Linked DNA regions of Mus musculus: all the other regions are linked to region 2. The links are chromatin contacts, called in public HiChIP or PLAC-seq and promoter capture Hi-C maps. All regions are on one chromosome and are shown on one strand. Each heading gives the region's core, a stretch centred on a gene start, on an enhancer-like site or on the middle of the called end of the contact. The rest is flanking DNA. Distances are from core to core; before and after follow the strand shown.

Region 1 (2,755 bases), core at 115-2,614, 300 kb before region 2:
GATTCAGAAATGCAGCCTGCTGAGACTGGGGGAGAGGCAGACGTGTGTCTCAGTGTTAATAAGCTGGTGTGCTTCTAGTTCATGCCACTGGCCTGGGAATATGTATTCTTATTGTATGGAAGCTGAGATTAAGATTCATGGTGAGGCCCTGGTTAAAGATCCTCAGGCCTGCTGCCTGCCCACTGTATGAGCCAGGCAGCAATTTGCTGTGTGGGGCAGGGGGTCTTCAGGTGTCATTGTATAGCTGGCTGTGGAAGGAGCTTGGCTTCACCATGTTTGACTTCTCACTAGATCCTAAAGTCACACGTGGTAAGGTTACACTGACTGGCTTTCTAGCCACAGGAAGAATGCAGTGCTCCTGCCTAGAGCCAAGCCTTCTGTTACTGAGTTAGCTGTACGTGTTATTCTGTTCCAGTTGGATAGGACCCGTGCAGTGAGTATCATACAGGTGATGTTTACTGCCAAGCTGGGCTGCTCTGAGATGTTAGAACTCAGCAGGGTCCCTAGGGGGGTATCTGAGAGGGAAGGTGGGGTGCGGTAAAGTAGCTGCACACTGATCGATGTCAGGGATGGCACCAACACAGCTGGTGACTAGTCAGATGGCATTACTGGGATGTGAGGATTCCTGGGTGGGCAAGAGGCCTGAAATGACTGTGCTGTGGGGTTACTGCATCTGTAGAGTCCATCGACAGCAACCAGAGCCTTGACCATGGAGAGAGGTTCCTTCCAGCCCCCAGCCCTGCGCTCCATTAAAGTCCTGCTTCCTCCCAGACATCAGGTGGTAGAACCCTGGGGAGTCACACTAGAATCAAAGCCCTAACACAGCCAGATGTGATGTGTGTTCCTTTTTTGCTGCAAAGAGATGTTCCATGAGGTGGGCGTTCACTAATTGCTATTTATGAGACATTTGTTTTGCGTGGTGATTTGAGTCTGAGGTGTCTTCAGAAGGATCTGTTGGGGGGGGATGGATGACAGCGGATGGGCTTTAGAAAGTTTGTAGACCCTGAGGCCTCTGATCACATCAGTAGAACCAGCCCCTGATGGAATCTTGGCAGGATGGCATTCTGGGAGATAGAGCCAGTTTGGGGGGAACGAGTCACGAAGGGGGAGCTCTCCCAGCTCCTCCCCTCTGCTTCCTGCTCACCATAAGGTGGACAGCCCCGCTCCACTCAGCTCCCACTGGGACGGACGCCTCATCACAGGTCCAGAAGTGAGGAGCAAGGTGACCCTGGACCACGAAGCCTCGGGAACCACGAGGCAGAACAACTCCTTTGTCCTTTAGTTGTCCTCTTAGAAGCTTGTCACAGCCATGAAAAACTGACCAACACGAGGTGTTTCCAGACTTGGGTCTTGATGAGTCATTTTGATACATATTGATTTGAGGTTTTCTTCTGCAACTAAGGATCTCTGTCTCTAAGGTCAGTGCATGGGAGGAGCCTGCTGTTATGATGCAGCATATTTGAGAACTGCTCAAATGGTTCCTGGAGGGGACGGGCTGCTTCACGTGCCACCATCAACAGGTTCTGTTCCGTGTTTGGAATCTGCAGTTTTGCAATGTTAGGGGTCAAATCCAGGACCCACACCTACTCAGCAAATGCTCCACCGCTGGGCTATTGCTCCCCACAATCCTGCACATGCTAGGTTTTTATATGTGTACGGGGGTGCACATGCCATGGCATGCATGTGGAGACCAGAGGAACTCCTCAGTTGTTGTTCCTTGTCTCCATCTTGCAGGACTTTTTGTTCACTGGCATTTATAGCAAGATAGCTGGCCCTTAAGCCTGCAAGAATCCTCCTGCCCTCAACTCTCATCTTGCTGCATGCTTACATTACAGATACACATAACCACATGCTTGCATTACAGATACACATAACCACATGCTTGCATTACAGATACACATAACCACATGCTTCCATTACAGATACACACAACCACATGCTTGCATTACAGATACACACAACCACATGCTTGCATTACAGATACACATAACCACATGCTTGCATTACAGATACACACAACCACATGCTTGCATTACAGATACACATAACCACATGCTTACATTACAGATACACATAACCACATGCTTGCATTACAGATACACATAACCACAAGCTTGCATTACAGATACACATAACCACATGCTTGCATTACAGATACACATAACCACAAGCTTGCATTACAGATACACATAACCACATGCTTGCATTACAGATACACACAACCACATGCTTGCATTACAGATACACATAACCACATGCTTGCATTACAGATACACATAACCACATGCTTACATTACAGATACACATAACCACATGCTTGCATTACAGATACACATAACCACAAGCTTGCATTACAGATACACATAACCACATGCTTGCATTACAGATACACACAACCACATGCTTGCATTACAGATACACATAACCACATGCTTGCATTACAGATACACATAACCACATGCTTACATTACAGATACACATAACCACATGCTTGCATTACAGATACACATAACCACAAGCTTGCATGACAGATACACATAACCACATGCTTGCATTACAGATACACACAACCACATGCTTGCATTACAGATACACATAACCACATGCTTGCATTACAGATACACATAACCACATGCTTACATTACAGATACACATAACCACATGCTTGCATTACAGATACACATAACCACATGCTTGCATTACAGATACACACAACCACATGCTTGCATTACAGATACACATAACCACATGCTTA
Region 2 (2,700 bases), core at 73-2,572:
AATGGCTCCCCCCTACTGAGGATTGAATTTAGCCTCTCATCCAATAGGCAAGAATTACATCCTCAGCCTGCTTCATTATGACATTATTTTCGCGCGCGCACGCGTGTGTGGTATGTGTGTGTGTGTGTTTGTGTGTGTGTGTGTGAGAGAGAGACAGAGAAAATATATATATATCATGGATGAGCTCAGCATGTAGAGCTTGGTTCTCTTCTACCATGTGGGTCCCAGGAATAAAATGGCAGCAAGTACCTTCAACCCTCTAAGCTGTCTTGCCAGCCCTTCCTTTTTAATTTTGAAAAGAGGGTTGGGCTGGAGAGATGGTTCAGCGGTTAAGAGCACGGACTGCTCTTCCAAAGGTCCTGAGTTCAACTCCCAGCAACTACATGGTGGCTCACAACCATCGGTAATGGAGTCTGATGCCCTCTTCTGGTGTGTCTGAAGACAGCTACAGTGTACTTACATAAATAAAATAAATCTTAAAAAAAAAGGAGAAGAAAAAAAAGAAAAGAGGGTTTAAGTTGCTCAAAAAGCATTGAAATTGCTATTGTCCTGTCTCATTTTCTAGATGAATTATGATTATGGTCCTGTGATATCTGGCCCGGGTATAATGTGGATTTTTAAATTTATAGCCCTCTTAATTACTGAGCCATTTCTACAGCTTCTGTAGTGGAATTTTGATCAGGAAGAAACCTGGTAATTGGGAATGAGGAGTGAAAAAAGGTTATAGGCATACAGGTGTAGGACCAGTGTATGCCTTGGCTGTTTTGTTGTCGCTGCTACTGTGGGTAGGAATTCAGTATTGTATTTCGTCACACCTGATTTCCCCCCGAGGAGTTAAGTCAGGGCTAAAGGAGTTATCTAAGTAAATGGGGGAGTTTGGGGCTGGAGAAATGACTCAGTAGTTACGATCACTGGCTGCTTGCTGTTTCAGAAGTTCAATTCTCAGCACCCAGGAACTCCGGTAGTAGGGGATCCGACGCACAGCCATGAAACCAGGGAGACACTCATACAAATAAAGTAAAAATAAATAAAAATCTTAAAGTGGGGGGGGAAGTCTGGAATGGGGGTGCGTGCTTCAGTTCTGGGGAAACATAAATTCCAGGCAAATCTATAATAAATTTTCCTGGGTGGACGGGGAAAAAACACTGGATCTAGGAGGGAGAAAGAGTTTTAGGGGTTTAATTCATAGGTGCGCCCCTGAGCACGCCGGAGATACCCACACTGCGAAGTTAGGAACCAGCGAGAATAACCAACCCGACGGCTAGAAAGGCGATGGTCCGCCGGCGGGCGGGTTCGCGTGACGTCACTTCCCTTTCGCCTGATTTTGATTGGCGTTTGAGATTGGCCGGACTCCCTACAAGCCCAGGGTGCTTTGCGGTGCCCGGTCCTTTCCGCTCGGCCGTTCTCCTGTATAGGAGGTGAGTCTCTGCCGCCGCCGGTCCCATCGTGGTCCATCGGGCTCCATCGCCCTCCATCCGCTGTCATCGGCGAAGAGAGGCCGCACGGACAGCCATGGAGGAGCCCGGGCGCCGACAGCACGGAGCCAGGGCAGGGGCGGGAGGACCCGGGACGGGGTTGGGGACCCTGGCCTTGACTCGCCGCCCTCCTCTCCCTCGCGGCCTTAGGCAGCCATGGCGCCCAGCCGGAATGGCATGATACTGAAGCCCCACTTCCACAAGGATTGGCAGCAGCGAGTGGACACTTGGTTCAACCAGCCGGCGCGCAAGATCCGCAGGTATAGATCGCGCGTGGCTCGCGTGGGCTCCAGGGCGGGGACGCGCGTGGGGCAGGAGGTGACGGCTGTGCTTTTCCTGCAGGCGCAAGGCCCGGCAGGCGAAAGCGCGTCGCATCGCCCCTCGCCCCGCGTCCGGCCCCATCAGGCCCATCGTGAGGTGCCCTACAGTGAGATACCACACCAAGGTCCGGGCTGGCAGGGGCTTCAGCCTGGAGGAGCTCAGGGTGAGTGCGGCAGGGCGAGGTCCCTTGGCAGGTCCCTCGGGCTCGGTGGAATGATGACATTCTCCGGAATCGCTGTACTGACTTGATGAAAGTACTTTTGAACCCTTTTCCATCTGATGACACCGAGTTTTCTCGGCAGGGCCGGCTTGGGGTGGGGTGACTGCGAGGTGGGTGACCAGTTTCTGTTTCTGAACAGGTGGCTGGCATCCACAAGAAAGTGGCTCGCACCATCGGCATCTCTGTGGACCCGAGGAGGCGAAACAAGTCCACGGAGTCACTGCAGGCCAACGTGCAGCGCCTGAAGGAGTACCGCTCCAAGCTCATCCTGTTCCCCAGGAAGCCTTCTGCTCCGAAGAAGGGAGACAGTTCTGTAAGTCCTGCGGGGCGGCAGAGGTCCGGCTCAGTGTAGATAGAGTCTGTGTTCTTGGATCCAGCTCTGCAGAGTTGACATGAGTGCAGCAGTGGGAGGTTAGAGCGTACTGGGGGCGGCGGTGACGCGTGCAGATCAGTGGGAGCCACTATGGTGTCCCTGGGCTTTCCAGTGTCTGTTAGTGTTGGGAGCTATTGACTTGGAGCCTGGTATGCTGTTCTAGAGCGTTCACCCTACCAGGACGTTCAGGGGCATCTCGGTACAGAAAGTATCTCGGTATTCAGAAGTGTAAAGAGTTTTGTAACAAGGATCGGTGGGTTTCTTGTCAGTGTGGGCTTCCTGAGGGTGGGGTAAGGATGGCTTTCTTCTGT
Region 3 (2,811 bases), core at 170-2,669, 340 kb before region 2:
AGACTGGGAGAGATGGCAGTGGGCGACTTCAATGAGCTCCCAGTGCTCCAGAAGCAGGAAATCCTGGGGACAGCAGACAACCAGCCAATCAAAGGTAGGCTGGTCTGCTGTGTCAGGGTGAAGGCATGAACTTGGCGGGTGACAGAGGGAGGGGGCACCCAGGAGGTTCTGCAGAGGGACGCCTAAAGGTGCTCATATGGTAAAAAGCCTGAAAGCCGCTAGATTTTCCCATCAAAATAGAGGGTCCCTTGCTCTTCCTGGGTTTATCTGAAGACATCTAAAGTCATCTCTGGCTTTTCTCTCAAGCTTTAGAGAGGGTGATATTCCTGGTTTGAAGCCAGTCCTAGCTATAGACTTCCCTGAACCCTCCTGAACAAGAGTCTCAGAACAGAGCAGGACCCTGGCCTTAAAGGGACAGTTTCCCTCATGTGACGGAGCCCCAGGCAGACTCCTCTCTCTGGACATGGAGGAGACTAAGTATGTCCCAGCTCTGGTGTCTCTCTTTTCTCCCCACTTTTTCAGAAGTATCCCCTGTTCAGAGCAGCACCCCCTTAGAATATGCTGACCTGAATTCTGAGGTCGCATCCTACCTTTCCCCCAACCAAGTGTCAGTGCACGCCATGCCTGCTGGGGCACAGGTGGGAGTGGGGGGCATGAGAAGCTTGGTGACAGCTTGGTGACCATGTGCACAGCTGGGAGCAGGTGTCCTCTGTGCTCTGGCCTCAAGCTCCTCTTCCTTCATCACAAGCAGCAAGGCAGGTCTCTGTGGGCTTCCACACCAGAGAGTGCTCTTTGAAAAGATGATGTCAGCCTCTGAAACCTGTATGGGGGACCTGGGACAACCCATAGAAGACCAGAGACATGGCTGAAAGACAAACCAAAGTAGCCAGGACCATGGCCCCAGGTGTCATCCAGGCCAAGAAAGGACACCCAGGGGGACTCAGAGACGTGGCTTGGGGACAATGAGCTGAGCTTAGTAAAAGGTGAACGTCTGTCCTGCATTCCCTGCCCACCCATCCTGTATCATGTGACTACAGAAAGCCAAGTGGCATGAGAGACACAAGTTGCCCAGGGCCAGTCTACAGGAAGGGGCTCATCCATCAGCCCTGAGTCTGACCCAGGTGCCACTGGTCCAGTGGGGGAAGGGGACACAGGACGGTCCCTGAGCTTGGCCCAGACTAGGATCTGGCTCTTGGGCCTATGCTAAGCCTCAGAGTCCTGGCCACTTTCTGGCTCTACCTCTGCCCCACATCCCGTAGTCTGCACAGCTCAGGCTTATCTACTCTGCCTCTGCCATGTAAGGGCACCTCACCTCATTTACCGGTTCTGTCAGCCTGGGCAGGAGCCAGTCAGTGGCGCATCACACACAGAATCAAGATGGCTACCTGGTCCAGCTGCCCCGGACAGCTTGCATTCTCTCAAGCTCAGTCTTCTGGCCTGCCAGTGAGAACAGTTCCAGGTTCCTGTTCCTCTCCCGGTGCAGGCAGCCATCCCCCCAGCTGCCGCTGCTTCCTCTCCCCAGGAGCTGCCAGGCCACGTGGACACCCATGGAGAAAACACTATGAGGTCTTTTCAACGGCTTTCTCAACTACACAAATCCGCCGTGAGCAGAACGCAATGCTGGGACACTACCTCAGGGACAGCCTCTCCATTGCTGCCTCAGGCTCTGTCAAACTTGGCCGGAACCCAGCCTCACTCCCAGAAGCCTTCCTGTGGCCTCTTCTGGAAGCACCTCAGGCTTCAAGAACAAGAAAAACTAGGGCCACAACCTGCTAGAGGCTCTACCTCTGCCAGACCACTCTGCTTCTGCAATACCGACCTCCCCTTTCACTCCTGTAGAAAGGCCTGTTCCTTCTAGCGCCAGATAAGGATATCACAGAGCTAGGGCTGCTATAGATTTTCATGGCTCCAAATCATAGTCTCCGTAGGCAGGCAAGAAGCCTGGGAGCTGGCTGTTGGTCCTCCTCTGAAGGGTTAAGACCTCCAGGCTGCATCTGTAGCCAGATGCATGAATAACAGAGGTGCTGTCCCCAGCCAGGCCACTCTGCAGGCCCCAGCCAGGCCAGACTTTTTCCAGGCCTCGGGCCTCAGGTTCCCGGAGGGTTACCACAACTGTTCCAGAACAGAAGCGTTCAGTGTGTGGGTGTTGGAATGTTCCACCACCGTGCCGGGTGCCCCCCACCCCCACCCAGGGGACCGGGAAGTGAAATTGCTCAGTCTGCGTTGGGTGTGGCAGTCTGGGGTGGGGGGTTGGGTGTTTGACTTCACCCGGAAGATTATTATCACGGGAAGTAAGGCGGCCGGCCTATTTTTTTTTTCTTTTGAGACAATATCTTGCTACGTAGCCCAGGCTGGCCTCAAACGCGTGATCCTCCTGCCTGGAATTACACATAAACATCACCATACCCTAAGAATCGTCCTCTGGAGCCGAGGACAAATGTAGTACTAGCCCATGGGCTCCTCAACCGAGAGGGACTCTGTGCCGGCCTGAGTTTCACAACACCCTCCGCATCTTGGTTGGTCTTCTTTGAGACTCCCTCTGAGGTGGACCCTGAGGGTCAGCGGAGGAGAGGGAGAAACTGCATCTTGAACACGTTGGAAGCTGGCTTGTTTGAGACATCCCCCCACCCCTCCCGCGTGCCCTTTATAATGGCACACCTAGGTGTCTGTCCCAGCCCACTATGGTGACAAACAAAGCTGTCTTCCCCTGAGCTGAAGAAAGTTTTGTTTAAATATTTATTTATGCTGGAGAGATGGCTCAGTGGTTAAGAGCACTGACTGCTCTTCCAGAGGTCCTGAGTTCAATTCCCA

Evidence for each region. Promoter capture Hi-C pulls out the DNA fragments that hold promoters and counts their contacts. HiChIP or PLAC-seq counts read pairs in DNA pulled down with a chosen protein or histone mark.
Region 1: a contact with region 2 is called in a FOXA1 HiChIP or PLAC-seq map of pancreatic cancer cells. The contact joins the enhancer-like site here to the promoter of Rpl13 in region 2. A contact is called at or near these places in 3 of 39 promoter capture datasets (hippocampal neurons, neural stem cells and stem cell-derived epiblast-like cells), 1 of 15 datasets of contacts at CTCF or cohesin (the NIH/3T3 cell line), 1 of 484 Hi-C or Micro-C datasets (bone marrow-derived macrophages), 3 of 115 datasets of contacts at active chromatin or transcription factors (embryonic stem cells and pancreatic cancer cells) and 4 of 9 other capture datasets (adipose tissue, embryonic stem cells, liver and 1 more).
Region 3: a promoter capture Hi-C map of liver shows a contact between it and region 2, with 7 times the contacts expected there. The contact joins the promoter of A530010L16Rik here to the promoter of Rpl13 in region 2. A contact is called at or near these places in 11 of 39 promoter capture datasets (cranial neural crest, embryonic stem cells, hematopoietic stem and progenitor cells and 7 more), 7 of 115 datasets of contacts at active chromatin or transcription factors (bone marrow-derived macrophages, embryonic forebrain, embryonic stem cells and 3 more) and 3 of 9 other capture datasets (adipose tissue, liver and pancreatic islet).

The regions. Positions count from the first base shown.
Region 1 is chr8:122,798,192-122,800,946 of GRCm38.p6, forward strand. The region is part of intron 6 of Acsf3 (acyl-CoA synthetase family member 3); the gene reads left to right. Among named protein-coding and RNA genes, the nearest start is that of Gm35466, 24 kb to the right of the region's middle. Within about 2 kb of position 1,365, at least 2 of the 459 cell types and tissues checked have an H3K27ac peak or open chromatin away from gene starts, as enhancers often do. A contact at or near this core is called in pancreatic cancer cells, where this site is marked.
Region 2 is chr8:123,101,028-123,103,727 of GRCm38.p6, forward strand. It overlaps Rpl13 (ribosomal protein L13), which reads left to right and starts at 1,323. Exons shown (of 6, transcript NM_016738.5): 1 at 1,323-1,418; 2 at 1,626-1,735; 3 at 1,818-1,959; 4 at 2,156-2,329. The coding sequence starts at 1,632. Snord68 (small nucleolar RNA, C/D box 68) reads left to right here and starts at 2,031; the gene lies at 2,031-2,078.
Region 3 is chr8:122,761,342-122,764,152 of GRCm38.p6, forward strand. A530010L16Rik (RIKEN cDNA A530010L16 gene) reads right to left here and starts at 1,420. Exons shown (of 3, transcript NR_151739.1): 1 at 1,313-1,420; 2 at 591-833; 3 at 1-63.